Regions from separate parts of the Mus musculus genome. Here all the other regions are linked to region 4. Evidence: chromatin contacts called from public Hi-C, HiChIP or PLAC-seq and promoter capture Hi-C data. All regions are on one chromosome and are shown on one strand. The core of a region is the stretch at or near the end of the contact, and the rest is flanking DNA. Distances in the headings are between cores, read along the strand shown. Region 1 holds the start of Smyd5 (SET and MYND domain containing 5). Region 2 holds the start of Anxa4 (annexin A4). Region 3 holds the start of Pcbp1 (poly(rC) binding protein 1). Region 4 holds the start of Dusp11 (dual specificity phosphatase 11 (RNA/RNP complex 1-interacting)). Region 5 holds the start of Exoc6b (exocyst complex component 6B). Region 6 holds the start of Rab11fip5 (RAB11 family interacting protein 5 (class I)).

Evidence for each region. Promoter capture Hi-C pulls out the DNA fragments that hold promoters and counts their contacts. Hi-C and Micro-C count contacts between places; a contact is called where the count stands out from the background. HiChIP or PLAC-seq counts read pairs in DNA pulled down with a chosen protein or histone mark. Capture Hi-C pulls out chosen DNA fragments and counts their contacts.
Region 1: a Hi-C map of B cells shows a contact between it and region 4, with 15 read pairs. The contact joins the promoter of Smyd5 here to the promoter of Dusp11 in region 4. A contact is called at or near these places in 9 of 39 promoter capture datasets (the 3T3-L1 cell line, 3T3-L1-derived adipocytes, the C10 cell line and 5 more), 4 of 484 Hi-C or Micro-C datasets (B cells, CD4 T cells, LSK cells and 1 more), 6 of 115 datasets of contacts at active chromatin or transcription factors (the SCID.adh cell line, extraembryonic endoderm stem cells, forebrain and 3 more) and 2 of 9 other capture datasets (adipose tissue and liver).
Region 2: a promoter capture Hi-C map of liver shows a contact between it and region 4, with 3 times the contacts expected there. The contact joins the promoter of Anxa4 here to the promoter of Dusp11 in region 4. A contact is called at or near these places in 1 of 39 promoter capture datasets (liver) and 1 of 9 other capture datasets (adipose tissue).
Region 3: a contact with region 4 is called in an H3K27ac HiChIP or PLAC-seq map of extraembryonic endoderm stem cells. The contact joins the promoter of Pcbp1 here to the promoter of Dusp11 in region 4. A contact is called at or near these places in 2 of 484 Hi-C or Micro-C datasets (CD8 T cells and embryonic stem cells) and 2 of 115 datasets of contacts at active chromatin or transcription factors (extraembryonic endoderm stem cells and memory CD8 T cells).
Region 5: a promoter capture Hi-C map of hippocampal neurons shows a contact between it and region 4, with 5 times the contacts expected there. The contact joins the promoter of Exoc6b here to the promoter of Dusp11 in region 4. A contact is called at or near these places in 2 of 39 promoter capture datasets (cranial neural crest and hippocampal neurons) and 1 of 9 other capture datasets (pancreatic islet).
Region 6: a promoter capture Hi-C map of liver shows a contact between it and region 4. The contact joins the promoter of Rab11fip5 here to the promoter of Dusp11 in region 4. A contact is called at or near these places in 7 of 39 promoter capture datasets (3T3-L1-derived adipocytes, the C10 cell line, cranial neural crest and 4 more), 1 of 484 Hi-C or Micro-C datasets (nephron progenitors), 4 of 115 datasets of contacts at active chromatin or transcription factors (bone marrow-derived macrophages, extraembryonic endoderm stem cells, memory CD8 T cells and 1 more) and 2 of 9 other capture datasets (adipose tissue and liver).

The regions. Positions count from the first base shown.
Region 1 is chr6:85,430,701-85,433,501 of GRCm38.p6, forward strand. It overlaps Smyd5 (SET and MYND domain containing 5), which reads left to right and starts at 1,276. Exons shown (of 13, transcript NM_144918.2): 1 at 1,276-1,400. The coding sequence starts at 1,305.
Region 2 is chr6:86,792,161-86,794,965 of GRCm38.p6, forward strand. It overlaps Anxa4 (annexin A4), which reads right to left and starts at 1,424. Exons shown (of 13, transcript NM_013471.2): 1 at 1,349-1,424.
Region 3 is chr6:86,524,878-86,527,695 of GRCm38.p6, forward strand. Pcbp1 (poly(rC) binding protein 1) reads right to left here and starts at 1,312. Exons shown (of 1, transcript NM_011865.4): 1 at 1-1,312. The coding sequence starts at 1,038. It overlaps 1600020E01Rik (RIKEN cDNA 1600020E01 gene), which reads left to right and starts at 2,453. Exons shown (of 5, transcript NR_037960.1): 1 at 2,453-2,556.
Region 4 is chr6:85,960,316-85,963,097 of GRCm38.p6, forward strand. It overlaps Dusp11 (dual specificity phosphatase 11 (RNA/RNP complex 1-interacting)), which reads right to left and starts at 1,352. Exons shown (of 9, transcript NM_028099.4): 1 at 1,123-1,352. The coding sequence starts at 1,220.
Region 5 is chr6:85,068,076-85,070,809 of GRCm38.p6, forward strand. It overlaps Exoc6b (exocyst complex component 6B), which reads right to left and starts at 1,438. Exons shown (of 22, transcript NM_177077.2): 1 at 1,221-1,438. The coding sequence starts at 1,330.
Region 6 is chr6:85,373,030-85,375,903 of GRCm38.p6, forward strand. Rab11fip5 (RAB11 family interacting protein 5 (class I)) reads right to left here and starts at 1,605. Exons shown (of 6, transcript NM_001003955.2): 1 at 1,069-1,605. The coding sequence starts at 1,499. It overlaps 4933423K11Rik (a long non-coding RNA gene), which reads left to right and starts at 1,825. Exons shown (of 4, transcript XR_869208.2): 1 at 1,825-2,193.

The DNA.
Region 1 (2,801 bases), core at 26-2,525, 530 kb before region 4:
TCCCCACCAAGAGAGAACTTGTCTTAAAAAAAAAAAGACAAAAACTCAATCACTTACTAAACAATTACTAAGTTATCTCCCCCACCCCCTAAAGTCACTATGAAACGATAGCAGAGCAGACACAGGTCCCCTGTCAACTGGAATAGTCAACTGGGACACAAAACAATAAAAGGTATAGTAGTCAGGTCTAGTTGCAGAAATAGACCTGTCCTCTCTCCCAGCCTCGTGTACATTCATTTTTTGTGTCTACTTAAGGGGTCCTCATATGTGAGGTCCATTTATTACTGCTCCATAAACCACACTCTGCAATGTCAAGAAAGTCCCCAACTACTCTGAGGCACTGATCCAACCTAGTTATTTATAGAAAAAGGAAATCATTTTTTCTTCTTTTTCTTTTTTAACTTTATGCATGTGATTGATTTGCCTTTATGTATCTATGTGCCTGCCTGGTGCCTGAGGAGGTTGGAAGAGGGGTCATCAGAGCCCCCAGAACTGGAGTTACAGATAGTTGGAAACCAGTATTGGAAACCAAACCAGGATCCTCGGCTAGAGTATCACGTGCATTTCTCTTTCAGACAGGTTTCATGTACTCACTACGTAGTTGAGGGTTGACCTTGAACTTCTGGTCCTCCCTGCCCTCACCTCCTGAATGCAGAGGTTATAGGCATAGTCGGAATGCTGGTTTTAAGCAGTGTTGTGGCTCAAAGTTCTGCACTCATGTGTTCAAAGCAAATCTCTCCCAAACATAGAATAAAAATGTTGCCACCAGAGGGAGGGAAAAATTTTAAACCGAGTGAGCCCAGCATCCAACCAGGATGGAGGGTCAAAGCAAAAATAAGACAGTCTTCTCTGGGTCTAAAAACTTTGTTCGGTGTTGGAGGTAATGACGAGGGGCTGCTTAAGCAGGAAGAGGGCTGCAAACTTTTGGCCAGCCTGGGATACATAGTGAGACCCTGTCTCAAACACCAGACAGTGGGAAGAGCAACTATGGACACTTAAGAACACAGCTAGGATAGGCTGGAGGGTGGGGGGTGGGGAGTAGGGGGTCTTCCCCTGAGCTACTCCATCAGCCGTCATTCATGCTGTCCATCCGACATAAGCTACCGAGTCAGACACAGTCTACCAGAAGTCCAAGCACAAAGTCAGGCCAGGTTCCACCCAATCAAGCAACCAAGACACCAAAAGCCTTGAATTGCTAGCCACGTCCCAGGGCGGGGTAAGGTGGGGAAGGGAGCGCTCGCTGGCTCTGTGGGCGGGGCCTCCCGGGACGGGGTCAAGGGTCAGAAGGCAGAGGCGTGCCCAAGATGGCGGCCTCCATGTGCGACGTGTTCTCCTTCTGCGTGGGCGTGGCGGACCGTGCCCGGGGTTCCGTGGAAGTCCGTTATGTGGACAGCATCAAGGTGAGGCCAGGTCGGACCGGGCCCGGAGAGCCACGCGGGGGAACCCACGCTCACATTCTGGAGTCCGGGCCCCTCGGCGCCAGTCTGGTTGCTGCTTGGGCCCGGGGTGCAGAGTCGGTCCTCGTGCCCAGGCTCGTGGCGATATCGCGCGGGGGGAGGGAGGAAAGCCCGGTCCACTGGCGGGTGGCCGTGCTGCTGCTGTCCTGGGTGGAGTTGAGGCTCTGGGTAGACCTGGGGTTGAGGGATATCCTGGGCCAGATTAAAGCCAAGGCTATCTTGGTTAGGCTGGGGCTTAGTTAGCTACTATTCTGGCGGTAGTGAGGGGAGTACTTAGCCGAGGGAACGGAGGTATGAAGCAGACTGGGCTCCCCAGCGACCCTTCTGACTAAGGTATGGGTGGAGACTTGGAAAGAGAGCTAGGGAACTTGGACCAGAACCTACACACCGAGCACTTCTCCTGAAGGGTTTTAAGCAAGAGAATGACATGATTTCGTGATTCGTATTATGGTTCTTTTTTGTTGCTTCTGTTGTTGTGCTTTTTGTTTTTGTTTTGTTTTGAGACGGGGTCTCATTTTGTAACTCCAGCAGTCCTAGAACTCACTATGTAAACCAGGCTGCTCTGCCTCACCAGTGCTGAGATTAAAGACTTGTGCCAGTATGATCGGCTCTATTAATCGTGTTTTATTCCCTGTAGAATAGAAAATTCACATAAGTAAAGGCAAAAAAAAAAAAAAAAAACACTCCAAATTGTTCTTGAGGCTGGACTTGAACTCATCTACCAACACCCAAGTGCTGGTTAATGGGCCTTGTGGCTGAAACACCCCACCTCCATCCCACGTTTTCTTTTAATACATGTTTTCAGTACATCTTTAGTATCAGCGGTCCCATTTCTACTTGGTTAAAGAGTTGATTGATAGCCGGGCGTGGTGGTGCACGCCTTTAATCCCAGCATTTGGGAGGCAGAGGCAGGCGGATTTGAGTTCAAGGCCAGCCTGGTCTAAAAACCTACAAACCCAAGGAGTTGATCAATAAGAGTTTTGGGGTGGGGGGCGCACTTCACTCAACCAAATCCTTCTGTATGGCTCCTTTATGTTGTATCTTCTCAGTCCTGAGAGCAAAGGTCTCTGCTGGCTTCGCTGCAGACAGGCTTTTGTTCTCTCTGGCACTGTTTTCTCACTAGGTGCCTTTGCCAGTTGATATATGCAAAATGCTATGGTTTTGACTTCATTTGCATTCCCCTGGGTAAAAGTCAGGTTAAATAATCATAATAACAACATGCATATCCTTGGTCCTTGACCCAAGATGTTGTCATTTGCTGTCAGCATCTCCATATCTGTCCAGGTTCCCATTTTAAGTTTCTCTTATCTTTCTGTTCCATAGGCATTGAGAGCAAGTACTCCT
Region 2 (2,805 bases), core at 174-2,673, 830 kb after region 4:
CAGGCAGTTGGGAGCCATCTGGAGTGGGTACTGGGAGCATCGAGTGTTCTTGAACCAAGACCTCCAGCCCCTACCTACTACTCTTGTGTTGGTTTTGGTTTTTTGTTGGCTGGGTCTTTCTTTTTTTGAAGGCCAGATCTCGAATAGTCCAGACTACCCTCCAATATTACCCTGAACTACCGATTGTCCTGAAGTATGAGATTCTATTCCTTTTAAATCTAAAACGGGAAGCTTCCAAAAGGGTGTTGCTTGGGTTGGGACTGTCATTTTCTCCAAACTGTCCTCAAAGGCAAACGTACACCTGATTTATTTGGAGCCAAGGATAAAACCCAAGGCTTCTGGTGTGCTGGGGGCACGCTATCAACTGAATATATGCCTGGTCCTCTCTTCTTGTTCTTCTCTCCTCCGTTCTCTAGGGACTCACGGCCATAAATGGAGTTGCTTCCCACCTAAGGAAACAGTGAGTCTGGGAATGATGGGCAGAGGGATAGGTAACAACCGGCCATCCTATCCATCCTTCCACCATCCACTAAAGTGCCCAGTTTTAATGAAAGGCGCAGTTGCTTAAGGCCCAGAGTGCTCCTCCAGTAAATGGAGGCTTTCATACCCTTGAGGTGCACATTGAGCCAGCAAAGTGTTAAACCGCCAATTGTCTTAGGCGCCAAAGTCTCCAACTGGTCAAAGCACCGAGGACTAAGTTAAAATGTAGACACAGGCAGACACAGAATAAAAACTAAGAATAAGATGATTCCTGGGCGCCAGGCACTGTGTGGAGACCGTTCGCTACAAGAGAGGCGAGGAGCGCCCTAAGAAGACGAGAAAGCAAACTTACTTGCAAAAAGAAAAGGCAACACAAGTAGTGCTGGAGTGAGCTTCAGAGAATGTTAACTCAGTGGCTTATCCTCAGTGCGGAGTCCCGGGGGGGCTTTGACTCAGCAAAGGACTGCAGGAGTGCTGTGCACCGTGCGGCACTGCCTGCTCCTCCCCACGTTTCCCAGGTGGCTGCTCCGGTCCGGGACCTCACGCTTCCAGGGCGCGGAGCCAAGTGGCCCAAAGAACCCGCCTCTGGTCACAGCACCCGGTCCCTGAGCCCAAGATCCCCAGCCACAGTCTAGGACAACCGGCAGGAGCCCAAGATTCCCAGGTCCAAGCCTAGGACAGCGGGCGAGCCCAGGATCCCGAGGTTAAGTTCAGGTTTCCAGGCCCCAGCTGCGACCCAGCCTAGGATTCCCCAAATGAAGTCTAGATCTCCAGGTCCGAGCCTAGGACACCTGCCCGGAGCCTAGGACCCACACCCAGACCCCAGAGCCCGCGGCGGAGGTCCGGACCACTGCCCTAAGCCCCTTACCTCTGGTGCGGAGAAAGGCTCTAGACTACGGCGAATGCCACACCCTCGTCCCGGCCGATAGGACCCGCCCAGTCTCGGGGTGGAGACTGAGCCCAAGTTCCTGGTTGTCCCTTTGCCCACAGGAAAGTCCCTCCCCGGAGAAGCGCAGCTAGAGCACGAGAATCGCCCCCAGCACCAGGAGGGGCCTGAGGCAGATCACGCACTCGGCCTTTAACCCCACTGAGGACAGCGAGCCCACTCAGGACCCTGACCCTGCACAACCAGACTCCCAGGGTCTCAGCCTCGCGTCCTGCTGGGGTCGCACAACGTACTTGGGGCCTCGGCGCTCCAGTCTAGAGTGTAACTTGAAAAATCAGAACGTGACATCTGAGGACACAGTCCATGTCCTCCTTTCACATTATAACATACGTTCCAGAAAATTCTCAGCAGTTGCACGCCTCCCTTAAAGAAGACAGATGCAATCCTCAAAGTCAGGGGAAGGGTTCTCGGAGACAGGTACAGGTCACCGTTGGGACCGGGGTTAGAAGCAACTCTGGGTTTCCCACTAAACTTCCAACTGAAGCATTTCTTGGTTGCTAGCCAGCCTGGTTCTGGCTCCTTGCTGGACACGGAGGCACATGCCTCTTGCTACAAGGATAATGAATGCTTGAAGAACAGAGGCAGGTGCAGGCAACAGAGGCTCCACAGGCAACCTCCAATTTCATTTAACAAAGAATGGGTCGCTTTGGGCAGTGTTTGCTCTCTAGCCAACCAAAACCTAGGTGGTCATTATTTTAAATTGTATCAGCAACTGTAGCTAGAGGAGGTGGCTTATTGTGTGGTCAGGAGGAGGAAGGCTGAGGGGGTCAGGAGGAGGAAGGCTGATCTAGACTTGGGCCTGTTTTTTCATGTTCCAAAGTCTATATGTTTCTAAGCTTCCACAAGGGAAGACAAAATTAATCATGGTAATAGGAAGGACAAAATGAAGATTCAAGACTATTGTATCCTTTTAAAAGTAATTACATGCAGGGGAGGTGGGGTGGGGGGTGGATAAAGGTTAGTGTCTAGGAACTGTAGTTAGCCCACAGCTAAGCTGATCTTTATAGCAAGTGCAACCAGGCCACAGGCCTCTGATGTCACTTCTCCCAAAGTCTGCCCTAGCCCAGGTAGGGAAGCCACAGACAGAGGCTTTTACTATTACATATAAATACGTGTGCATTTTACTTATTTTATGTGTACAGATTTTTGTCTGTCTGTATGTCTACACACCAGCATAGGATCCCTTGGCTGCTGGGAATTGAAGACCTGTCTTCGGGGAAGACTCAGTGCTAGTCCCCACCTGAGTCTTTTATGGGAAACAAAGGCCAGGACTCCATCTGACCCAGGCTCATCTGGGATCTGAGGTCTGGGATCAGGGAAGGGCTGACCTCCAGTAGGAGTCTTGACTCTTTCTGAGCTCTGACAGGTGACATGCGACT
Region 3 (2,818 bases), core at 62-2,561, 560 kb after region 4:
CCTGGCATTGATTAGATACTGGGCCAGGCTAATACTGGCAGCCGAGCCAGTAATAGTGACCTGCCTTCCAGAAGAGCCTTCCACCGGGTTGGCAATTTTGATCTGGGCCCCGGACATCTGGCGGATCTCATTGATGTTGGCGCCTTGGCGCCCGATTATGCAGCCGATTAAGTTATTTGGAATGGTGAGTTCATGGGTGGTTTGAGTAGATGCATCCAAACTTGCCCAATAGCCTTTCACCTCTGGAGAGCTGGAGTCAATTCCGGCGAATCCCGTCCCGCCGTGCATCATGGCAAAGTGAGACTGTTGTCTTGCCACCTGGTTCAGCTTGGCCAGATCCAGCGGAGAAATGGTGTGTTGTCCTTGAATCGAGTAGGCGTCTAGAGGTGGTCCCTCCAGGTCGTGGGTGGCGTGGGGGTAGCCCGCCGCGTCGCTGCAGCGATCTTGGCCGCCCGCGCAGATGACTGGCGAGCTGGCCGGCATGGGCTGGTACGGGATGGTCATGACTCTCCCCTGTGGAGACTGGGAGAGCGTCTCCAGCATGACCAGGCAGATCTGCTTCACACACTCGGTGACGGACTGCGGCACGCCGGCGATAGTGATAGCCCGCTCGGTCGAGTTGGGCAGCATATCCCCCGCCACCTGGACCTGGGCCCCGGTGCTCTCGCGGATCTCCTTGATCTTGCAGCCGCCCTTGCCGATCAGGGAGCCACACTGGGTGGCGGGCACGACCAGCCGAAGTGTGACCGGGGGCCTGCTGGCCGCCGTACTGTTGGTCATGGAGCTGTTGATATCTTCCTCCAGCTTGTCGATGATCATGGCGAAGGCCTTAAAGATGGCATTGGTAGGCCCAGTCAGCGTGATGATCCTCTCCGGGCAGTTCCCCTCCGAGATGTTGATCCGCGCGCCGCTCTCCTCGCGGATCCTCTTCACCGACTCCCCTTTCTTCCCGATGATGCTGCCTACTTCCTTTCCGTGCATCAGCAGCCGAATGGTGAGAGTCACGTTGAGTCCGCTTTCAGTCACACCGGCGTCCATGGCGAGCGGCGGGCGGCGTTCGGGAGTTGGGCTCGTTACGTGGTCAAGTCCTGGGCGGCTGGCGGGGGAGGGGAGGAGTAGGCCCGAACTGCCGGCGCGAGGCGAGCGGGGGGCCGCAGGAGCGGGCGGGCGCGGGCGGGAGGCCGCGGCGGCGTCGCAGGACTGGCGGCGGCGGCGACGGGGGCGAGCGGGACCGGGAGCGGTCGACGGGCGGGTGGGCGAGGGCGCGGCGGTGGCGACTCCGGCGGCAGCCTCGGCGGTCTGGGCGGGGCGGGAAGCCCGCTTTCAACCCCGCGTACCCTCTGACCCCGGAAGTGCTTTCCGCGCAGGACCCCTAGGAGAAAAAAAAGAGGACCGGCTTTTTTAGGTCACAAGACTGCGCCAGCGCGCGCGACCCTTGAGAAAAATAACCCGGTGGCACCGCCGTCGGGTTGAAAACGGACAACGTGGGCAAAACTGGGGACCCGGCAGAGATTGAGAGGGAGCACGTGTTTTGTTAACCCTAGCGGCTCCGGCAGGGGACTGGGAAAATATACTGGTTTTGTGCCGGGGACAGATAATTGTTTCCCGGTCCGCCCAAGGATTCGATGGCGGAGCGATACAGGCATCGGCGGAGGCCGCTGCAGGCGGGAGCTAGGCCGCCGCGGGTCGAAAACGTGCGCGGGAGGGGACCAGGGCGCATGCGCGGCAGCGAGGGGGGGCGCGAGCGGCCCGCGTTGGCTTCCGTGGGGGGAGGGGCGGCGAGGCGAGGCGCGGCCCGGCGGCTGTGCACGCGCTCTGCTGGGCACGTGGGGCCCCTTCGTCCCCGGCGTCCGGGCGCCTGGTCCCAGCCCCCACCTTGGCCTCCGTCCGGCGGCTGCGTCCGCGACGCAGAGAGACTCGAGCGAGAGTCACCCGCCCCGGCGAGTGCCGCTCGGGCTAGTGGCGTTAGGAACGGGGGCCGCTGGAATGGCGTCCACTTACATAATGCTTTGTTTGCACTTGGTCGGCTCCGGTTAGGGAAGCCCTCGGAGGCGCTACCTCCTGCCCTCGTGTTTTATGTCCCACGATAGTTCCCGAGACCTTAGAGGAGCGGTGCGCACTGACGGCGTGCCGGCATGGCCCCCCGCATGTCCGCGCTGGCTCGCCCGCCGCCTGGACCACGCTTTCGGGAGGCGGCCAAGCCTGGGCGCCGCCGCCATCTTGGGAGGTCGCCCTGACCGAGGCCTCCCGCCGGGAAATGGCCCTCGAGACGCTGGAGAGCGCCTTGTGCTTTCTTTGCCGGCTCCTCGTGCCGCCGCCATAGTCAGCCTGGAGGAGGTCGTGTGAAGGAACGTGTTGTTTAATACTTGGCCGAAAGGACCAGCGTGGCGTTCCTCACCCCACCGCCACCCCACCCCCGAGCGGGGAGGGCTGGCGGCCATGTTTCCCAACAAAATGGCGACACGTGTCGCCATCGAAAAATTGGGCCGGGTCTGAAAGCTCTAGAATGTGCCTTTCATCAGTCTCAGAATTTCCCATAGGATGAAACAGCAAGAGGTGCTTTTGGAAGAAAGTTAATTCCCTTGGTGGGCAGGAGAATAAATAAAATGCAGGCCTGACACGGGATTTTTAAAAAACTGAGTAATGGCAGGCAGGTGTGTGCCTGTGTGTGTGCGTGCGCGCGTGTGTGCACAGTATGTAACCAAGTACCCAAGCATCTAGAAAAAATTTCTAGTTTTTTTCTAGATGTTGTACAGGTGGTGCTGTAACTGATTTAAGATTGTTATGCCTAATAAGCCATAGAATGGCAATGTCTCAC
Region 4 (2,782 bases), core at 102-2,601:
TGTTTTTATTTTTCAAGACAGGGTTTCTCTGTGTAGCCCTGGCTGTCCTGGAACTGCCCCGAAGGTTTTTATTCTTAAAGTCAAGCTTTATCTTACATCTATGAGCTGTCTCACAATTACTACTTGATATTTATCTTGCTTTATCTCCACAAATAAGCAATAGCTAAAATTATTTTTAATTTTTAGTTAACAATTTTATATCCAATAGATAATTTAATAATGAAATAAGCTACATTAAAATATCAATAAACAATTTATTTATAACTTACTTATACTTTACTTAGTAATTAATAGTTAAATAGTTAACTATAGAAGGTATGTTAAAAATGGATTGTCCAGTGGACAGACAGCTGTCTTCTGCAAGCTGTCAGGCAAGTTCTACACTGGGATGATGTTGGAGGTTAGCTGACAGGATCTAAAGATATCCACTCTGGGAAGGGAGAGAGGCCATCACGTCCATCCTGAATTTTAGATAGTGCTCATTTGTAGACATAAAAAAGAAGTGCTTACTGAAGTCCGGGAAGTCGGGGCAGAGCATTCTGTCGATCCTGAGTTTTAGGTATTGTTTATTTGTGGAGATTAAAAAAAAAAAAAAAGGATTTGATGAATTCTAGGAAGGGGAGAGGCCGGTCTAGCCACGTTTTTTGTGGAGATGAAATCGGAGAGGGGAAGCAAACAGCCGCAAGTAAAGGGTTCATTGCACCAGTGAGCAAAATCCTAAAACTAGCCCTTGGCCCAGGCAGGGTTAACTCCCTCAAAGGACACCTCCGCTTTCCGAATCCTGAAAGCAAGAGAACCCCTCGAGCCGGTACCGAGTGAAGGGTGTCGACAGCTCGGGCCGGATCCTGGCACAGCGCCTACACAAGCAGAAGCCTGTGGCTTCGGAGATCAAGGGACGCCTCAATACAGGCAGCCGCGCCCCACCGCGCACTTCCGCCCAGGCCCGAGCTCCACAGAGTCCTGTCGGGACAGACCCAAGACCCCAGAATGCGGGGTGGGGAGGTGTGGTGGGGTTCGGCGCGGAGGACCCTGGGAGGCGGCGGGGCGCGAGGCCAGGGAACACTCGGAGACTCGAGGCCACCGAGGCAGCCGGAACGCCAAGCCCGGAACCAAAGCGCTTACCTTTCGGGGATGTGGTTTCTGCCCTTCTTCTTGGGTGGGGCACAGGCAGCAAAGTCCCGGCCCCGTCCACGACCATGTCGGCCATAATGCTGGTTCATGTGGGCGCAGAGATGCCGCCCACCCAACGCCAGGCGTGCCAGAGCGGCCAAAGTGGCGACTTCAGGGAGGCCAGAAGAGGCCGCGGGATCCAGAGGCGCCCGCAAAGGAACGCGACGCGTCGACGTCTCGCTAGGGCGCATGCGCCTTGCCCCGCCGTGCTGACGACACACGTCGCACTGAAAGTAGGGTTTGTCAGCCTGCCTTCGGTTTCGACTGTGCTGCACTTAGCTGGAGGCCGGTTTTGTAGCTATGTGAATAATTGCTAGCGCTGTAAGACCCCCGATGCTGGGCCTCTGCTCAAGTCCTGGGATGAACTGGCCAACACCCCAACATCTCGAGAGAAAAGATGCACCTGATGCAAACTGCAAGAGGTTTTATTATCAGCTAGCTGAGGAGAAGTCCCTCTGTCGTGCAGGGCAGAGGAGTTCAACCCCGAGCGGTGACATTAGGGGACTTTTAACAGCTAGCTGAGGAGGTAGGAGGAGTTGGGAGGAGAGTTGGGAGGAGTTGGGAGGAGAAGTGGGAGGAGTTGGGAAGAGCTCTTCTGGGCGTCCTTGGTGAAATTTACAAGGCAGGAGTGGGGAGTGAGTTCTTTCTGAATTTTTATCTCCGTGTCCTCGGCACAGGAAGGCAGGCATCTCTGGTTGTACAGTATAGAAACAAAAAGGCTTTTTGCTGGCTATAGAGAACAAAGAGCTTCTTTCTAGCTGTATTTTTAAAGATCAGGGAAAACAAGCTTGGGGAACATCCAGGGGCTTTACCTTCCAGGGAGAAACGCTCTAAGTTGGGGTCTCATAGCGCCACCCGAACTGCTCCAAATGAGGAACAGACAATCCAGCCCCAACCCTCTGATCCCTGCATTCTTCGTGAACGTTGTCAATTGTTTACATTTTGTATATACATGATATTTGCTTTCACACGGGTGTATCTTTTTTTTCCGCCAAAAAGAAATAAATCAAAAGTTTTATACAACATATTTCTCCTTATTTGATATATTTAACATATTTCTCCATCCATATATGTGTGTATAGTGTCACAGGCAGGGAAACATACATATTCTTCCTAATTTTGAATGACACAGGACACTTATTATAACCAACATAATTAAAAATACCAACTTTTTTTTTTCTTTTTCGAGACAGGGTTTCTCCGTGTAGCCCTGAATGTCCTGGAACTCACTCTGTAGACCAGGCTGGCCTCGGACTCAGAAATCTGCCTGCCTCTGCCTCCCAAGTGCTGGGATTAAAGGCATGCACCACCATGGCCCGGTCCAACTTTTTTTTTTAAGATTTATTTATTTATTATATGTAAGTACACTGTAGCTGTCTTCAGACACACCAGAAGAGGGTATCCGATCTTATTACAGATGGTTGTGAGCCACCATGTAGAAATGAAATTGCTGGGATTTGAACTCACAACCTTCAGAAGAGCAGTCGATGCTCTTAACTGCTGAGCCTTCTCTCCAACCCCCCCCCCAACTTTTTTTTTTTTTTTAAACCATTCCAATATTGAAATTCCTCTACCTGTTTGGAGTTTTTTTGTTTTAAGGTAAGTTCTCATT
Region 5 (2,734 bases), core at 188-2,687, 890 kb before region 4:
GGCATTCCAAGGCTCTGGGTTGTGGGGGTGGGCAGAGGGGAGGAAAGACAAACTATTAAGGACAGTTATTTCCAGGAATGACACTGAGAAAACTTGCTTGGCACCAAAAATGGAGCCTGGAGAAGAATGCTGTGCAAGTGAAGCTAAAAGTAAAAGTCCCAGTCTTGGTCACTCGTGACAGGGACAACTCTCCCCATGAAAATGCCAACACTGATTAGTGATGCTCTATGGAGGGAGGCGCATTGATATATATTGTACAAGGAGGGGTAAAGATGATTTTCAACTCATGTACTGAACAGAGACCAGAAAGTACTACAGGAAAGGATTGGAAGGAACTAGTTCTAGGACACCAGGAAACTGAGGGGGGGGGTGTTCAAAATTGGGCTTGCTGAATAATTTTCAACAGGAAGTACAGCAGATGGCAATCCGCAACTAAGGCAGAACAAAAGTAGCGAAGAATCTGTGGGCTGTGCACAGTTCAGCTGAAGAGGGCTTGCCTGGCACACTGCAAGACATTGTGTTCCATCCACAACACCACAAAAAAATTAAAAAGACGGAAAGGCAGGGTGTTCAGTGCAGTGTCTGAGCTGGGAACAAGAAACCCATTTCCCTTCCTCTGCGACCTTGGATAAGTCACTCCTCTTCCAGGCATCTCGTCTGATACAGAGGGAACGGTAACTGTACCCCAGCGGTAGGATTGCTCAACGGCTTCCATAGATGTGTTTGCACATTAACTCACACAATGCCTCACGCTCTGTGTAACAAGTGCAAGGTAAGTAAGCCGAGAAAGGCCGGGTACGTCCTGACATCTCCACGGGCAATGCAGGTGGAAGCTCTCGGAGAAGGTGTCAGGGGAGGGAGCACAGAGCATGTCCAGGTAGTGGCAAGGTCCTGAGACTACACCTGGACTGGGTCGTCCTCACGAACTGGGCTCTCAGGCGAGGGAAGGTGGGAGGACACTTCCTCCAGGACCGAGAAAACCGGGACGCTCTCGGAGGACCTGTGATGGGCAGTTCCACAGCGCGCAGAGCCGGCGCTTGCTCCTGACTGAAGAGCAGCTAACCAAAGGGAGCGGCGGCCCAGTAGAGCCGCGCCTCACCCTTTCTCCTCAGAGTAGCTCCCCAGCAGGGCCTCGCCCAGGACGCGGGACACCCGCGACTCTCCCCACAGCCAGCCGCCGCGCTCCGCCTGCTCCAGCCGACCCGGCCCCGCCCCAGTACCTGAGCGTGGGCCCGATGCAGGCCGTGTCTGTGCTCTCGATCTCCCTCAGGATCCGCTCGTGCTCCGCCGCCGTCTCCAGGCTCTCCTCCGCCATCTTCGCCCGCTCCATCGCAGGGCGCTGCCGCGCGGCCCTCTCTCAGCGAGTACCCCACGATCCCTCTGCCCAGGATCTGCGGCCGCTGGGCCAGCACCCCGCAGCGCGACCCCGCCCTCGGATGCCACGCCCCCTGGCGTCAGCCGGGCCGCGAGCGTCGCGCGCAGCCCACTGGGATTCGTAGTTCTCTGGGTCAGGCTGAACTGGATTCTGCCCATTCACACACACTGAATCTGCGCAAATTGCCTCTACTTTGATATAGATGCAGAGCTTTACGACACATGTATACAGTGACATCAAATCAGGCAGTGGTACTAACCCAGCACATTTTTTTAAAATCGTTTATGTGTATTTTGCTTGTATGTATATCTGTGCACTACATGTATGCATGGTACCCAAGGAAATCAGCAGAAGGTGTCAGATCACCTGGGACTGGAGTTACAGATGGTTGTGATGTCACTAGTAGGTGCAGGGAAGAACCACAGTGTTCAGTGTTTATCAGCTGAGTCTTCTCTCCAGCCCCTAATATGAAGCCCAGGCTGGCCTTGCACTCATGATCATCCTGTTTCCACTTCTTCTTCTTCTTTTTTTTTTTTTTTTAGATTATAATATAATTATAAGATTTCTCCTTTCCCTTTCCTCCCTTCAAAGCCTCCTACATACCCCTTCCCCACTCCTCTTCAAATTCATGGCCCCTCTATTCACTGTTATTGTATGCATATATGCATATAAATATATACCTAAATATGTTCAGTTTGTATAATGTAACTTGAATGTATGTTTTCAGTACTGGCTGTTTCTGCCTCCACCTCTTAATCATTTCCTATGAGCAAGACCCACCACAACCAGCTTTCTTTTCTTTTCTTTTTTTCTCTTGAGAAAAGGTCCCATTATGTAGTCCTAGATAGAATTGAAATTCATTATGTAGATAAGATTGGCCCTGAACTCACAGATACCTACCTGCCTCAGCCCTCCAAAGTTCTGTATTTAAAGACATCTACCACCACATTTGGCCTTTTTTTATTATTAAAATAAAATTACATCGTTTTTCTACATTCCTTTTTCTTCCTTCCAGTCTACCTATGCACCCCTCACCTCCCACCCCAAAATCCTGGCCTTCTCTTCTCTAATTGTGTGTGAAGATGTGGATGTGTGTCTACACATAAATATACAGTTACAAGCTACTGAGTTGTTCAGTGTTGCATATATGTGATTTCAAGGCTGGCCACTTGGCATTGGATAACCAGCATAGAGGGCTCCCATAGAGAAAGACTCTCTTTCTCTCTCTCTCTCTCCTTTACTTGCCTGTAGTTCATAGGTGAATCTTCCCTGTAGTTTTTAGGAAACACAATCTCACAGCACATTTCCTGATCCTCTGGCTTTGAAATCTTTCTGACCCTCTCTTCAGAAATGTTTCCT
Region 6 (2,874 bases), core at 355-2,854, 590 kb before region 4:
ACTGACTTCTACATGGTCCCTGGCCCAAACAGGAAAAGGTGATCCAAGTCTTAGGTCTTTTATTTTGTTTATTTGGTTTGGTCTTCAAGGCAGGGTTTCTCTGTGTAGCCTGGCTGGCCTGGAATACAGAAATACACACAGCTCTGTCTCTCAAATGATGGCGTTAAAGGTGTGTGCCACCACAGCAAAGACAAATCTTAGGTTTTGATCTTAACCCTACAAAGGACACACTCTGACAAAATAAATGTTTAACCTCCTACCCTTCCCAGGCTTTGGTGTCTCTGGCCTTTGAACCCAGCATTGGGGAGGCAGAGACAGTAGAATCTCTGAGTTCAAAGGCAGCCAGGTCTACATAGCATGTTCCAGGACAGACAGCGCTACGTAGAAAGACCCTGTCTCGAAACAAAACAAAACAATAAGAACTTTTCCTATCCTTTCTAGAGAAAATAATCCGGAGAACTGAGGGCATTATAACCACTGTCCCACTGACCCAAGCTGATTCAAATGTACCCTTCTTTACTCCGAGGTGGGCCAATGCTCTCAGTCCTGGTACCCTAAGACAGAGTCACAGAGTACGTCTATACGGTGAGGTGTATCCCTGAACGTTCAAAGGCCAAGTGTCCTGTGTAACCCCTGGGAAGGCTGGGGTGTCTCCCTTCAATCTTGCCTTGGAAGATAACACCTCACCTTCCTGCTTCTACAAGGTGAGACTTCCTCTCCACTACCTACAGGCTAGTCACCTCTTTGAGGAAAAGAAGGCAGACCCTGAAGTCTTTAAATTTCCCTTCTTGAATTCCCACAGCCTCAGAATCCCATTCCGAACTTTCCTTGGCCATGTACTGCCAACGCTTGGTCACTACACCAACTCCATCAGGCCTTCCAGGCCCACCAGGCTGCTGGGGAGACAGTCAGGGGGAATTGGGGAGGGCAGAAGGCTGAATGAGAAGTAACAAACAGTATACGGGTTTGTGTCCTTGAGTGGGAGGACCGGGTCCAGACGTCCCAACCAGCCCCGCCCGGTTAGGCCTTCAACCGTTTTTGTCCCTGCTCCCAGCGCCCCAGACTCACTGCGTGTGCTGGGCGCGGCCTGCGCGGAAGACCTCGTCCAGAGCTACGGTTGCCCGGCCCAGAAACTTGTCCACGCCGATGAGTGAGCGATGCATGGTGGTGAGCACGAGCTCGCAGGCGGCGTTGGGGCCGGAGGCCCAGGGCGCAGGGCCCGCATCTGCCTCCTGTGCCCGCAGCAGGCCGTCCAGGGCTCCAGGCGGTAGCTCGAACGAACACTCTTCGCACCATTCCGGGCAGCCTTGCGTCTTCTCCACTACCGAGGTGCTGTACTTCTCTCGGCCCACCTGGATCACCGTGTACGCGTCGCTGGTGCTGCCGGCGCCCGAGCTCTTGCCCCTCAACCCGCTGGCCCGCAGCACGGTCACCTGGACATGCGTGGGCAGCCAGCGGGAGGATCCGGCCGCCGGCTCAGGGTCCCGCACCAGAGCCATGGCGGACCCTGGGACAGAGTGACAGACGTGGCAGCCGCGGGATGCTGTCAGGAGCCGGCTCCCCCGCGCCGCCTGCAGCGCACCGACCGCCGCAGCTGCGGGCTGGCCTGGGCCAAGCGGGCCGCCGCCTCCCCGCCGCCCCGCCTCCCGGGCGGCCGGCCGCCCCGCGACGTCACGCCCCGCCTAGGCCCAGGCCAGGCCCCGCCCCCAGTTCCACCAGCATATAGCTGCCTAAGAGCTAAAGAAACCCAGAGAGGGGCGCGGCCTCTGCAAAGATGTGGGCGGGGCTTTCTCACTGGCCCAGCCCCTCTGGGGGAACCTCAAGCTCCCGCTGCTCTTCTAAAAGGTGACCGGTGCAGAAGGGCGCGGCCTCTGCGTGTGTTGGGGGAGAGGATTGAGATCTGGCCATGCCTTAATCACGACCGGATTCGCTTGTGCACAGTGCGGAACTGCAAAGGAAGAAATGGAGGGGGCTAGGGACGAAGGCCGCTTGCAGCCTCTGCAGAGAGGTGGGCGTGGTTACCACCATGGCCCCGCCCCGTTTAGGCAGCGACTCCAAGCTAGAGAGCCGAACCTCTCTGCATAACTATCCACCGCGCTCTACCTGGACAGTGTCAGGGTTTTCTGCAAGCTCCTGTACTCCTGAAAGCCCTCGCTGCTTCGAAGATCCATTCTGCTCGGCGTGGATTTGAGGGTAGATAAGATGCCTACTCTAGAGACCCCCTAAATCGCACATGCGCTCCCATTTTCAACTCTCTACATATATGTGATGACCTAGAGCCGCCGCTGGGAAATCACTGGAGTGGGACTTAAAACAATCTTTTTCTGCTTTGATTTTTCCCCCACTCCCTTTTTTTTTTTTTTTTTTTTTTTTGGAAACGGAGTCTCTTCTGGCTCTCCTGGAACCTGCTATGTAGATTACGGCTCGAATTGTTAAATTCCTGCCTCCACTGAGTGCTGGGATTAAAGGCGTGCCCACTGGTTTTAAAACTTTTGTGTGGCCAGGTGTAGTAGTGCTCACCTTTAATCCCAGCACTTCCACTTGGGAGGCAGAGGAGGAAAGATCTTTTTGAGTTTGAGACCAGCCTGGTCTACATAGTGAGTTCCAGGCTAGCTAAAACATTAGCCTTATATACAAACAAGGCAAACAGGGCCTTGTTGGTAGTAGACAAGCATTCTACCACAGGACTAATCTTCCACCTCTAAATCCATTCATACTTGCCTACTGTGTGTTGTGTTCTGAGAACTGCCAGCACACTTGTTTCATTATTAAGATAATGGTTAATAATTATGGATGCTGAATTTCAGCAAGAGTCGGCCAACAACTGACTCATGAGCTTTCTGTGCATGACCTCACTCATTCTTCAGAGCCACC